Linked DNA regions of Triticum aestivum: region 1 is linked to region 2. Evidence: chromatin contacts called from public Hi-C data. All regions are on one chromosome and are shown on one strand. The core of a region is the stretch at or near the end of the contact, and the rest is flanking DNA. Distances in the headings are between cores, read along the strand shown. Region 1 holds the start of LOC123181196 (probable ascorbate-specific transmembrane electron transporter 1). Region 2 holds the start of LOC123181195 (putative leucine-rich repeat-containing protein DDB_G0290503).

Region 1 (6,328 bases), core at 2,632-5,131, 160 kb before region 2:
GAAATTCGCGGATGGCTCCACGTACTTGCAGCTTGGAATAAACATGGCATGGGTTTTGTCGATGACCCTCCCACGTGTCACGAGTACCCTTCCGGAGGAGGTTTAAAAACGACTCTTCAGTCGCTGGGTTCACGGTCTTCTCACGCGCTGCTGCAAGCCTGCAAACCGGCGGCCATGGCTCGCAGAATACGGCGCGACACCGGCGAGTGGTTTCGCAGGCAGAAACTAATAACTATGGCCGTGCCCACCGGTTCAGCACCTCCCGGCTGCCGATAAATTCCGGCCGGTCGCACGAGTCGCTCCAGGCCTCCAGCTTCTCCACGCCCCAAGAGAAGATACACCGTCAAAAAGAGAGAACTTCAGCAGGAGATCCAGGCGCGCGTGAAGGCTCTCATTTTTTGCTCGGGTGCCAGTCAGCCATGGACGTGTACATTTCGGAGGAGTACGTGATCCAGCGGCGCGCCGAGAAGAGGGCGGCGGCACGGAGGGCGGCCATGGCCGACGGCGACAAGGAGGAGGCTGGGAGGAGCCGGTGGACGGCGTCGTGGGCGGACGCTGAGCAGAAGAAGGGCAATGCAGATGCCAACGCCAACGCCATCGCCAATGCAGCTGGGTGGAGCTCGAGGGGCGGCGATGAGGTCATTCTTGCCTATTTATCGGCGTAGGTGTCGTCGTCCGGTTGCCTCTGTTACCAATGGCCAAGATGGTCCAGCAGGGACACCCACCAGTAGTAGATCGCCAGATTTTGTGCTCAGCACTTGCTGAATCGGCAAATGTTGCCTGGCTGTACATTGTATGAGTGGGCAAAAGGTTCAGTTCACTTCAGGGTCAAATTATTTGCAGTCATTTCTCAGAGAGCGTCGAAGGATCTTCTGCTCATCCTGTCACCCAACCCACATCTATCTAGAAATCTAGAGTCCCTGTTGGTCATCAAAAGGGTAAAATTTCAAATACCCTGGTGCCGAATCTGAACTAGATTGCAGGGACTCAAGTAACTCTATTCGTAACCTAGACAGCAAAATTACATTCGGTGGTTCTGAATCTGAACTAGATTGCAGAAAATAGTGCAAAAGGAGTGGAAAAGTTATTTAGCCTGTAAATGATGGAACAAAATTGAGCAGACCGGTCAGGCAATGGCCAGATGGTACATGAGTAGGTTTTGTGGCCAGCACTCAGCACTTGCTGAATCAGCAGATTTGCCTAGCTGTAAATTAGCTGAGCCCTTTTATACATTGTTTGATTGGGCAAAAGGTTCGATTCAGGGTGAAATTCTCTGCGGTCATTTTACAGATAGCATCAAAGAAGGATTTGTCATCTTACTTGTCACCAAGACGGCAAAATTTCACATTTCATGGTTCTGAACCTGAACTAGATTGCAGCAACTAAAGAAAATCTACTGGTAAACAAGACAGCAAAATTTTACATTCTGCAATTCTGAATCGGAACTAGTTTGCAGAAAAGAGTGTAAAAGAAGATGAAATGTTATTGCCTGTGCTTCAAATATACAAATGATGGAACAAAATCGAGCAGCCGGCTCAGGAATCAGGACTTGCGCACTGATGAATACCCAAGCCTGTGCTCGCTCTGCGCAGGAGCAGTGACATACAGCACGACAAATGCGCCCAGTAGTAAGACAACAAGGGCAGTGAAGTTTACCAGCAGGGCTTCCGAGCTGTATTTTCCCAGACCAGCAGCCTGAAGGAAAGTGAGCTTCTCCAGGAACCCCAGCTCGGCCGCGAGCAGTGCCAGCACATAGACCACGATCCCAGCACGAACGTGCCACGGGAGCATGGCACGTCGGAGTGTCGGCGAAGCGCCGGGAAAGAAGAAGGTGAGAAAGCCAGATACCCACTGAAAGATGGCATCAGAACATTAAGGTTTCAGGTAATACACAAACAAAAGCTGAAAGTAGTTATTTTAAAACAGTTATCTTGATTATATACCACAAGCATAACCACCATTTCTGAAGAATAACCACTGGAAATTTGATCAAGATGAGGACATGTATGTTAAAAAATTAATTTATTGATGCTTCAGAATGATCTCAGCTTTTAAGACCCCGTCTGATACAATTAACACATATAGCCAATCTAGACGTGTGAGGACACTTAGCAGGCTTACGGATAGAAGTAGGGCAATCTACTTGCATAACTGATACCCCAATGTCACTAATGGGGATTAACCTTCTCAGCAGATAATTTGAAGAGACAGAACACAATTGAGGAATTTTAGCATGAATTGCCCAAAGACCCTCCATTAGTTGGAAAGTATCCTTTATCATGTCAAACACCGTGAGAGCTTTGTTCTAGTGCTTATTGCTTTGGTTATCTCCTAAGAAAATATTCTTTATTTTTTAAGGGAAAGAAAATATTCCCTCTACAGATGGAGCACAACATAACAGATTTCAAAGTTAAAATTCACTAAGCAATTCGGTGACTCCCATGGTGACGACTCCTAGTGGAGAACTCCTTGGAGGCACTAAAATTACTGTATTGCTAAAATTTACAGATGCAACAAATAAAGGCAAATAACTGTTTTTCTTTCAGGAACAATCCAAATAACTATGGCTATTTAAATTCCAAGATTCGCAGAATATGGAATAACCAAATGCTAATGATTTTGTGCGGATTACCTGTAAACCATACAAAATGATAGCGCCAAGTCCAACCCAGGAGTGTAAGCTGTATAGATTAGCGATTCCACTTTCATTGTGAAACTTGAAGGCAACATATACCCCGAACGATCCCAGAAAAAGCGCAACGGCATGAAGAATCAAATGGACTGTCTTATTTGTGTCATGGCTCCATGGCAATGTTTTGTAGCTCATTATGGCTGCAGAAAAACTACGGGTAGCTGATCAGAAATGCTTAAACCTCCTCATCACGCAAAACCCATCAAGAGAAGAGAACCTAACCTTCACTCCCTATGATGATGAATCCAATCAGCATAAGCACAGGATGAACCTGCATAGCTTATGACATTACGAATTTTGACGTAATCAACATTACGAATTTGAGCACAACCAAAAGAATTCCCTGAGCTTATAACATTAGCCATTAGGAATTGGTTTAGTTCAAAATAGGGAACTCTGCCAATCACAATCCACCTTTTATGGGCATAGCCCTTAGAATGTACACCCTCCGTTCCTAAATATAAGCCCTTTTAGAGATTTCAATACAAACTACATACGGATGTATATAGACGCACTTATTTTGCTCCGTATGTAGTCCATATTAAAATCTCTAAAAGGTCTTATAGGAACGGAGGGAGTAGGTACTAGGTAGGTAGTACTTGTGTTCCAGGATTACATTTACATGGGATTAAACTTCAAAAATGGCCTTCAGCAAAGATCTTCCAAGAAAAACCTGGAGTCTTATACATGTGATTTATTTCCATACGGACAAAAAAGGGCAAGCATTGGATCATCAAGTTTCATGATTAGATCCAGGTAAGACGAGAACAGCTAGCACACCACAGTCTTGCGACCAAAAGCGGAGGAGGACGCCACCATTAACCGCCACGCATGTGCCATTAACCAAGCAGGCGACGGCATGAATTTCTCAGCAATTAAAGATCCTACCTAACCAAGGACCGGGGCATCTCCCCGGAATGAAATGTCACATCCACGATCCATCAACGGATAGCTAGGGGGTAGTTCTTACGTACGTTAAAGATGAGCCCCTTGTTGGTGGGGGAGCTGAGGGCGAGGCCGCCGCCGAAGTGGACGCACCACAGCAGCACGAGCGCCGCCGCCGTGGCTGCTAGCGCGCGCACCGCCTTGGCCGGCGCCGGCACGGCCATCTCGTCAGGCGACGGAGAGGAATCCAAGTCTTAATCCCTTTGTAAAGTCAAACTCCTTGCAGGTCCAGTCCATGAGCGTGCTGAGGAAGAGGGCACAATGGTTGGTAGGCAGGCCTTGGGCAAAAACGACACTTTCTGTAATTGGGCCTCAAGCAGAATGGGCCGAGTAGATCCAGTTAACTCTGTTAATGTGTGTTTTTTTTACGTAAAGAACTTTCTGTTAATGTGGGTTCCTACTGATGTTCTCTTGGATCAGAAGTTGTGATGTTTGTGTTAAAAAAACGAAAAGTCTAACGCCCACACGTGTGGGCGTTAGCCAACTCGCGCACACGCATCCGTCGCCGTCCAGTAGCTGTTGCACGAATCTTGACACGATCTGGCTGATTTCGTGTGCCACGTAGGACAAGTCGATTGTGTGGTGTGTAAGAGGGGTCGCCCGCATGCCGGTTTCCTCTCCGCAGTCAACGGTTGCCACTCGGGGGCGTGCGGTGGGACTGCGATTGCGCCCGCACGCGTCGCCCGAATGCGGTTGCCGTCTAGCACGGCTCTCTACTTCACACTCCCATCGTGTGCGGTTCCATTTACTCCCCCCACTTCTCTACTCACCCAACCCACCATCCGCAGCAGTTCATTCGATTGGAGGAGAAGCCGATAGGAGGAGGAGGCGGCGGAGGCGGAAGAGTCGACGGCGTTCGCGGCCGTCGGTGGGGCTCGCCGGACCAGAGAGTCTACGCCGGAGTGCCCACAGCTTGAAGGTAATGCTCCTCCCCGCGCTGACATTCCTCCCTGCATTTTCCCCTCTCCCCTCTGCGGTGGATTTCTCCGCTCAAGATCCATAGTGATTACGGCGTAATCGCGGTGCTCCGGCGTTCCCGTCGGCGGCGGAGTCCCGTGTTTGCCGTTTAGGATGGCATTGCGCAGGTTCGTCGCCGCCGCGGTGGCAGTCATGCCGGTGTGGCTCGCCCTGTCCGCAACCACATCCGGGTGTTGCGGTTCGATTTGAGCCGGTGTTTTTGTAGTTGTTAGTCATGCATTGCCTTGAAATGTTGTTGCCATTGGTGCGGGAAGTTTTTTGTTGGTTAATTTCAGGGTTTGATAGTTGGGATTGAACCCTAGATCTAGGTGGTTGTGTTTCAAAGTGAATTACAAAGGCAGCCATAGTAGTTCCAGGAACTATATGCACTGGATGGCAACTAATTTCCTGATCAACCGTGTCAGTTGCCACAAACATGCTTGCCATGTGGCAACTAATTTTGTGAACACACAATGGTTGTTGCCATGCTGTATGCAGCATAATGGGGTAAATTCACTGTATTGTAGACTGAATTTGCGTTTTGCCTTCTGACTTGTGATATATGAACATACATGGCAACTCGTTTTTAATACGAGGTCAGGGTGTGTGTTGCCAGATTACATGCTGTGTGGTGGATGTTTTTATGCACTTTTTGAATTGTCCTGCACTTTTAGCATGGCAATTTGAACCTATCACACTTGCCTGTGAAGATATGGAAACTCATTTTTATATCAGGACAGGGTGTCAGTTGCCATATTATATGTTTGTGCATTGTAGTATGTGTCCCTTTTTGTTTCTAGTTTCTTTTGCGTTAACATGGCAACTTCAACATTTGTTAAATTGCCTTATGAACTGTAGATTTTTAATGAAGCCAATGTGTTTAGTTGCCACATTTATTGTTGGACAATCGTAGGGGGTGTGGGTGTTCATAGTTATGTACTGTCTCGAAATGCTATTTTGCGAGCAGTGCAGGAAGTTTTTTGTTGACGAATTTCAGGTTATGATTGTTGCCAATGAACCCTAGATCTAGGTAGTTGTATTTCAAAGTGCAGTAAGAAGGTAGACATGATAGTTTCAGTAACTATCTGCACTGGATGGCAACTAATTCCCTGATCAACTGTGTCAGTTGCCACAAATATGTTTTCCATGCGGCAACTATTTGTGTGCACACACTATGGTTGTTGCCATGCTGTAGGCCTGATAAAGTGTAGTAAATAGGTAGTCATGGCAGTTTCAGCAACTATGTGCACTGGATGGCAACTAATTTCCTGATCAAATGTGTCAGTTGCCGCACAGTATGATTTCCATGTGGCAAGTATTTCTGTTAACACACTAAGGCTGTTGCCATGATATAGGCAGGATAATGTGGCAAATTCTCTGTACAATACACTCACTTTTTGTGTTTGCCATACTGACTTGTGATATCTGAACATATTTGGCCGTACTACATGGCAACTCATTTTTTAATATGAGGTCAGTTTGTGAGTTGCCACATTACAGGTTGTTCAGTAGATGTTTTCACCGCTTTTTGAATTGTCTTGCATTTTAACATGGCAATTTCAACCTAGTACATTCGCCTTTGAATATATGACAACTCATTTTTTGTATGAGGACAGAGTGTGAGTTACCATATTATATGTTACCACAATATATGGCAACCTAGTACTTTTTGCCACTTTCAATTGAGCCTTTGTGGCAAGTACATTCTGTTAGGTGGCAACTGCTTACTTCATA
Region 2 (6,983 bases), core at 3,839-6,338:
TCTACTTCCTCCGTTTCAAAATGTAAGTCTTTTTAGAGATCCCACTACAAATTACATACGAATGTATATAGACATATTTTAGAGTATAGATTCATTCATTTTGCTCCGTATGTAGTCCATAGTAGAATCTCAAAGACTTATATTTAGAAACGGATGGAGTATTGAGTAGCAAGCACTATAATAGTGACACGCAGCTCTAGGTTTGGTTTCCGTACGCGGTGGTCTGATCGGGGCTAAAATATGCAGCCCGATGATGTGATGTGAAAAGCTAGGTGGACCGTGGATATATGCCTTGATTATTTCGCAAGCAACCCAAGCCATGCCTAGCTATTGTCACAAGGGATTCAAAGGTGACGCCACGAGAGAAGAAAGTTGCAAAGCGAAAGCGTATTTGTTAGTCGATGCACATGTTTTCAGAAGTGTGCGAATTTACAAGAAAAGCGTGGCAACTTCTTGTGCCCTACTACTCGTGTAGCCAAACAACACCGCGCATAAAACTGAAAAATGCTCACGCAGAAACGGCAGAAGACCAAATTTTGCTGGGAGTGATGCATGAAACCCAATGATAATAAGACAGTTTGACTTCAAACATGGTTAAGTGCTAGTACGTGGTAAATCATTTCGAGACAAAAATAGGAGCGCCTACCAGACTAGCCAACGTACAACGTCTTGGCCAGACGGAGACCAGTGTCGGCCGGAACATCATTAGCGGGAGCAGCGGATGTTGTACTCTAAAAAAGCAACTAATCACTGGTGAGTACTGCTCACCTAAATCTTTTGTCCTAATCAGCAGGTGGGCCGGCCTCTCACTGAACACATGATCGCTTCCCGCAAAAAAAAAAAAGAACACATGATCGCTAGATCGACCAGCTCACGCTCCACCGTGCCCTGCCCTGCTGTGCTCCCGTCCCGATCCACAGTCCCACACTCGCACCCACACCCACTGGTAGATAGATAAACAGGCAGCGCCGAGGGGAGGGGGCTACGTAGAGAGATAGTAGATAGATCGTGTCGCCGGGCACGTGACGTTGGAGGTGGGATCGCGGGTGACCAGCGAATGCACGCCATCGCGCGCTTCGCTTTTCCATCGCAGTAGGGCAGGGCACCGTGCGTACAACTGCGTTTATTGTGTGCCCCGCCCTGCCCCGAGACTCACAATTAAACCGGCTCGATCCATAACCTTTCCCGGTGGTGGTACCCGCGGTGGGAATTTACGAGCAGTTGCCCTTGCCGTGGAGTCGAGGGAGGCCTTTTTTCCGGTAAAAAGTTGTGGTTTGGCCGCTGTACTTGGCAAGGCATGCCGTGTTGTGGTAACTTCATTTCTGAGTATTTTCTTTTGTTCACCGTAGGACTGATGAATCCATGCAAACGACTGGGCGACACGCGGGTGCAGTTTGCTAGCAGAAGCATGCAAGAACCTTGTACTCCCTCCGTTCCTAAATATAAGTCTTTGGAGCGATTCCACTATGAACCACATACGGATGTATCTAGATACATTTTAGAGTATAGATTCACTCATTTTGCTTCGTATGTAGTCCATATTAAAATCCTTACAGAGACTTATATTTAGGAACGGAGGGAGTAATAACGAAGGAACGGATGGGTATGTACGGACAGTACAGTGCGTACCCGCGTGGGGGGAATTGCCACCGGAGAAAGAGCCAAAGACGGGATGAATGCCGCACTGTTCATAGTTGATGCTCCACGCACATGTAAACCACAGTGTCATTGACTGATACCTTGAGTCTCCCGTCTCTCGTTTTCCTATTAGCACAGTGACGGCATCGGCAAGCGGATCTTCCCGATTTCTACGTTAACCACGCGCGGTTTGCCGTGAAACGTCCGCAAAGTCACGTCGGAGCCAAAGGCCTCTCGTGGCACCGGTGCATTCCGATGGACATTTTAACATAACCTAGCTTGAAGGTGCGCCCGCGCCCTACCACTTGTGTAGTTGTAGACGAGTCGATCGACCAGCGGGCTGCCCCTTTCTCCTTTTCGCGATCACCATCCTATGAGCTGCTCGCGCCAACCCGATCGAGAAGATTAGGTCTCAAATGGTTGGTTTGGCCATGCCCAATCAATCGCTTTGCACTTGATTTTTTTGCTGTACCAGCGTACATGAAAGTGAGTGACCCGCGGCCAGCACCGACAGTCTCCTCTTCTTTTCAGCGTGTTCAGTACACCAAAAAAAAAACCGCAGATTATTAGGGCAATCAGCGAAAAAGGCAGAAAAACTAGCGTGTTTTATTAAAGGGCAAAAGTCAAAGCGGGCTCGTGGCTTTCCTAAAGGCGGAAAAGAGTGTCAAGCCACCCAACGCGTGAGTCACCACTGCTTGCACTGCATTGCATGGCTGTCTTCTCGCAGACCATTTTTTGTTTATACTATTATGCAGGGGGGGAAATATCGGGCTCAGCCGACCGACACTGCAAACAAAAACTGTAGTAGGAGTACTGTGCTTCCATTCCGTCCATGCATGACCGGAGGTGGAGGCAGAGGATCCGATGCCATGGCGGCGTGCCCGGTCGTGGAGGAGTGCACATGCCATGCGCTGCGCATAGGGCCGGGCACCATACCATGCGCGTGCACGTTGGATGCGGCGATGGATGGGGCTGGGGCCACTCGCCAGCGTCGGACTAAGAGATCGAGGAAGATTGCCGTGGACTTGGCCCTCGCTACCGGCCGCCGGAGGAAGATGCCGGAGTACGTCCAAAAGCCGGCGTGGACAAAAAGAGATAGCTATAGGCTCACATCACACCTCACCTGAAGGACCTGTTGTGTAGTGTACTACTACGTCGTGATCCTTTGTAGGAGTACTAGCTTGTTGCCTTGCATGCAGGCTAGGCTAGGCCACCCGGCTCTGGCTCCATGCGTCCAACTGTCCGAGGAGCGCCGTTGGCTTCTCCACGTTTTCTTTTTTTTGCATCACGGGTTCTCAACAGTTTCGGATGAGCACAAGGTCCGACTGGGTGTTCTTTTGCCGTTGAGGCGGCTGTGGTGTTTTTGTTTCTTGAAATACTCGTGATTTTTTTATGTGCCGCGTCATCCCTCGCAATATGCATATGTTTTTTGGTAAAGGAATGGTTGTATAGTAATTGGCACAAAATCTATAAATAGGGTCTTGAGCAATGTTTGTTGTAATCTACGAGTACGAAAGAGTAACCCGATTATAACTAGGCTAAAATCATGCAAAACCCTAATCAATACATGTGTGTCACGTCCATTGAAATTTTTTAGGCGACTGTTAGGCGCCAGCGCACCGGCCGAAAATTTCGGCCGGTCGGCCCCCAGCCGTAGGATTAGGCCACCTCGAACCGTTAATTTCCCCTAATCATCTTTTCCCCTTCGCATCTGGCTCTGCGTTGACCAGCAACTCCCATCTATGGGGGACTCCGCGCTCGCCGCTGCAGGTGCCCATCCTTGGCTGCCCGTGCATGCCGGCCAACGGCGCAGCCGTGCTGGCCGGCCATCCACGGTAGCAAAAATCAAAGCTGGATGTAGCAAAAAAAATTGTTGGTTCCAGCAAAAAGATGGATCCAGCAAAAAATCAAAGAGACGAGTTGGTAGCAAAAATCAAAGGCAGTGACAACAAGAAATAAGGACAGTGGTAGCAAAAAATTTGGAAGCGGTTTCAGCAAAAGGAGATGGATCCAGCAAAAAAGCAAAAATTAAAAAGACAGTAGTAGCAAAGAACATCTCTATGGTGGTAGCAAAAAAATATATGGTGGTAGCAAAATTTGAAGCTGGTTCCAGCAGAAAACACCCTCAATTACAGATCCTAAAATAAATTACTGACTCCAGCAAAACAAAAAAACACTTGTAGCAAAAATTGCCGCCGATTGTAGCTTCCACTGAGGCCGGTTCCAGCATCTCGTCCGCCCACTTGGTCTGGAGCTTGTACTACAGCGTGGTGGCAGCAGCGGGTGGTCGTCGTCGACAGCATCAGCACCGGTGCGGTCCGGGGGGGGGGGGGGGGGGTTCGCGGAGGAGCAAGGACTCGATGAACCCTCGAGGGCAGAAAAAGAGGGAGTGGGTGCTGCGTGTGGCGCTGGGACTGACGTGCTGCCATGGCGGAGGAGCACTAGCTACTTGACGAGCTGCCATGGCTGGCCGGCACAGCTTGTTGCCGGTAGGGGAGAGCAAGCGCCTATAGATGGAGGGAGAGGGGGGGAACGGAGCTCGTGGACCAGAGTAGATGTGTTCGTTCACGAGGAAGAAATGAGGGGATCTCATCGGCCCTGAAGAGATAAGGTAAAGGGGATTTGGGTCGTTCGATGCAGGGCCCACCTGCAGACGAGCGTGTGCGTGAGTGAGCGGTGCGAACCGGCGAAAAACTTAGCCGGTCGACCGCGTATAAACGTTTCCCAATTTTTTAATGCTTCCACATATACAATGACATCACACATCATTTTATCCTTTTGTTCGTGTGAAAAATAAACCGGACGTATCATTCATCAAACACACCACTTGGGCATCCAATCAAATCCAACCAAAAACATTTGTAGAAACACCCGCGACGTCTTTCTCACGGGTTTATTAAGACATACGCATAAACATGCGGTTTCATAATTCAGATTCCATGAGACGTGCACGAGTGAAAGCAAAGATCGCACCGTTTGTCTCACGGTTTCACATCAACATCGACAACCCTCTTTCTCACAAGAAGAGAGAAACATGGACAACACTCCAACACGCACCTCACTAACCCCTTTGCTAAACCAGCAAAGAAGCTACCACTTGACATGAGTGATGAGCTATCTCAAAAACAACAAACCAGCAAAGAAGCTGAATTAGTAGTAGGTCTCAAGTAAGTCGCTCACACGTCCACGCTTCTTTCACAGAAGTAGAAGAAGAATTGCCGTCGGCAGGTCCACACAGCTCAGCACGGCCCAGAGGGTCAGCGAGATCAGTCTCCTTCCTGCCGGCGCAGCTGTGAAGCTCACGCAATGGCAGCTCCAGATTTTTTATCCGTCGCCATCCTCCCACCTCGCTCTAGCTAAATAAATCTCCATTACCCTTTTCCCCAAATCAATTGACCACCATTTTATAGACTCAGAACCTTCTCTCTCCCACCTCCTCTCTCTCACCCCCCCCCCCTAGTCCCTAAACCCCCAAATCAGAGAGAGAGAGAGAGAGAGAGAGAGCAAAGCAAAGCTGCAGTGCGTGTGTGTGCGAGAGAGAGTTGAGCTGGGTTCCTTTCTCTCACTAGATCTGTCCACTGGTGGTGTGCCCCTGCCTTTGCCCAAAGCCGCCCCTGCCCCGGCCTTCTTGCTTGCTTGCCTGCGGTGTCACCCACTGGCCCCTCCCTCCCTCCCTCCCACTCTCTATGCGTGCTCCGCCCCTGCCTCCATGTGCTGCTCTCGCCGCTCCAACTAACCACCACCCGCACCGCACAGCAATGCCAAGCTTGGCGTCACTGGATTCGCGCGCACGGCATTGCAATGCTGCTGCCGATCGAGGCGTGACGGACTAGCCAGCAAGCAAGATTTCGTCTGGTTCTGTTGGGGGGCGGTTGGCTTCTTGGCTGATTCCTCTGGAGCGCACCCGCCGTCGCCGGCATGTTCAAGTCGGCGAGGTGGCGCGGCGCCGGCAAGGCCAAGGCCGTGTTCAAGCTCCAGTTCCACGCCACCCAGGCACGGCACGATCCCCTGCTCGCTCCGGAGGAAGCAGAATTTTTGGTCTTGGTTCTTGGTTTTCGCGTTCGATTTGAGGCGTGACGGACGGAGCGCGCGTGTTTCTGCAGGTGCCGGAGCTGGGGTGGGAGTCCATGACGGTGGTGGTGACGCCGCAGGACGTCGGCCGGCCCACGGCGCGGACGGAGCGCGCGGAGGTCGCCGACGGCGCCTGCCGCTGGCCCGCCCCGATCTTCGAGGCCACCAAGCTCCCCTCCGCCAAGGCGGCCGCCGGCGACAAGATCTACCAGTTCCTCGTCTACGAGACCGTGAGGACAGCCGGCCCCACATTACATCAATCGAGAGCGATCGTGCTCGATTTGTTCTGACTCGGCAATGCCGCGGTCCGTGCAGGGGTCGGCCAAGGCGGCGTTGCTGGGGGAGGCGACGGTGAACATGGCCGAGTACGCGGAGGCGTTCAAGCCGTCGGCGGTGACGCTCCCCCTCAAGGGCAGCCCCGCGCCCGGCGCGCTGCTGCACGTGAGCACCGATCCCCCCACCTCTTAAAAAGCTTGCGGCGTTTTCCTGTGACCTCTGACGGCGACGCGCTCGCGGTTCCTGATTTTGATGGTTGCTGCTGTTGTTCCGTGTGACAGGTGACCATCCAGCGGGTGGTGGGTGGTGCCGGCGGTGGGTGCGGTGACGACGGGAGGTAGGTCGCCTTGCGTCGCGTTGGTTGGAGATTAGTTTAGACACATCCGCTGCATTCTGGTTTGAGCTTTAAGAGATCATCTCATCTCATCTCACATCAACCAGATTCACTTACACATTGCTGCTATCTGCATTGTGGCTGTTTGCGCTTGAGGATTGTGCCTGTGCCTGCTGCATTTCGGTGTGTGCCTTAGGCATGGTGCATTTGCTTTGATTCAGGCGTTGATTGTGTAATTGGTTACTGATTCTTGCTCTTCGCGGCGACAGTGAGAACGGCGACACAGCAAAGTCTTCGCCGCGGAGGACGCTGCAGAGCCAGCTGAGCCGGTGCGAGGACGAGGAAGCCGAGAAGGCGAGGTCGCTTGCTGCCGATTCGATGAGCCCTGTGCATGTAAGTAACCAGTGATGGTTAGTGGGGAGGAGTCCTCGAGAGCTTTCCCTATTTGGTCCATCATCATTGCATTGCTTTGTTTCATTTCTGTTGATGGCCAAGAAAGAGAGCTTTTGGCATGCTAAGCATATTGCAAAGAAAAAGGGAAGCTACGTTTCTCTAGTTGATCATTTCGGGGGTCACATTTGCTGCGTGGAACTTTTTGTTTGAGATCTGAATTTCTCATTCCTGTAGTGAAGGGGGAGAATTTAGAACTGAACAGTGCATGTAC

The links. Hi-C and Micro-C count contacts between places; a contact is called where the count stands out from the background.
Region 1: a contact with region 2 is called in a Hi-C map of leaf, with 3 times the contacts expected there. The contact joins the promoter of LOC123181196 here to the promoter of LOC123181195 in region 2. A contact is called at or near these places in 2 of 5 Hi-C or Micro-C datasets (both in leaf).

Annotation. Positions count from the first base shown.
Region 1 is chr1D:237,510,833-237,517,160 of IWGSC CS RefSeq v2.1, reverse strand. LOC123181196 (probable ascorbate-specific transmembrane electron transporter 1) reads right to left here and starts at 3,881. Exons shown (of 4, transcript XM_044593451.1): 1 at 3,667-3,881; 2 at 2,915-2,963; 3 at 2,633-2,832; 4 at 1,297-1,851. The coding sequence starts at 3,801. The coding sequence ends at 1,543.
Region 2 is chr1D:237,348,942-237,355,924 of IWGSC CS RefSeq v2.1, reverse strand. LOC123181195 (putative leucine-rich repeat-containing protein DDB_G0290503) reads left to right here and starts at 5,088. Exons shown (of 8, transcript XM_044593450.1): 1 at 5,088-5,631; 2 at 5,742-5,939; 3 at 6,025-6,150; 4 at 6,267-6,322; 5 at 6,589-6,712. The coding sequence starts at 5,557.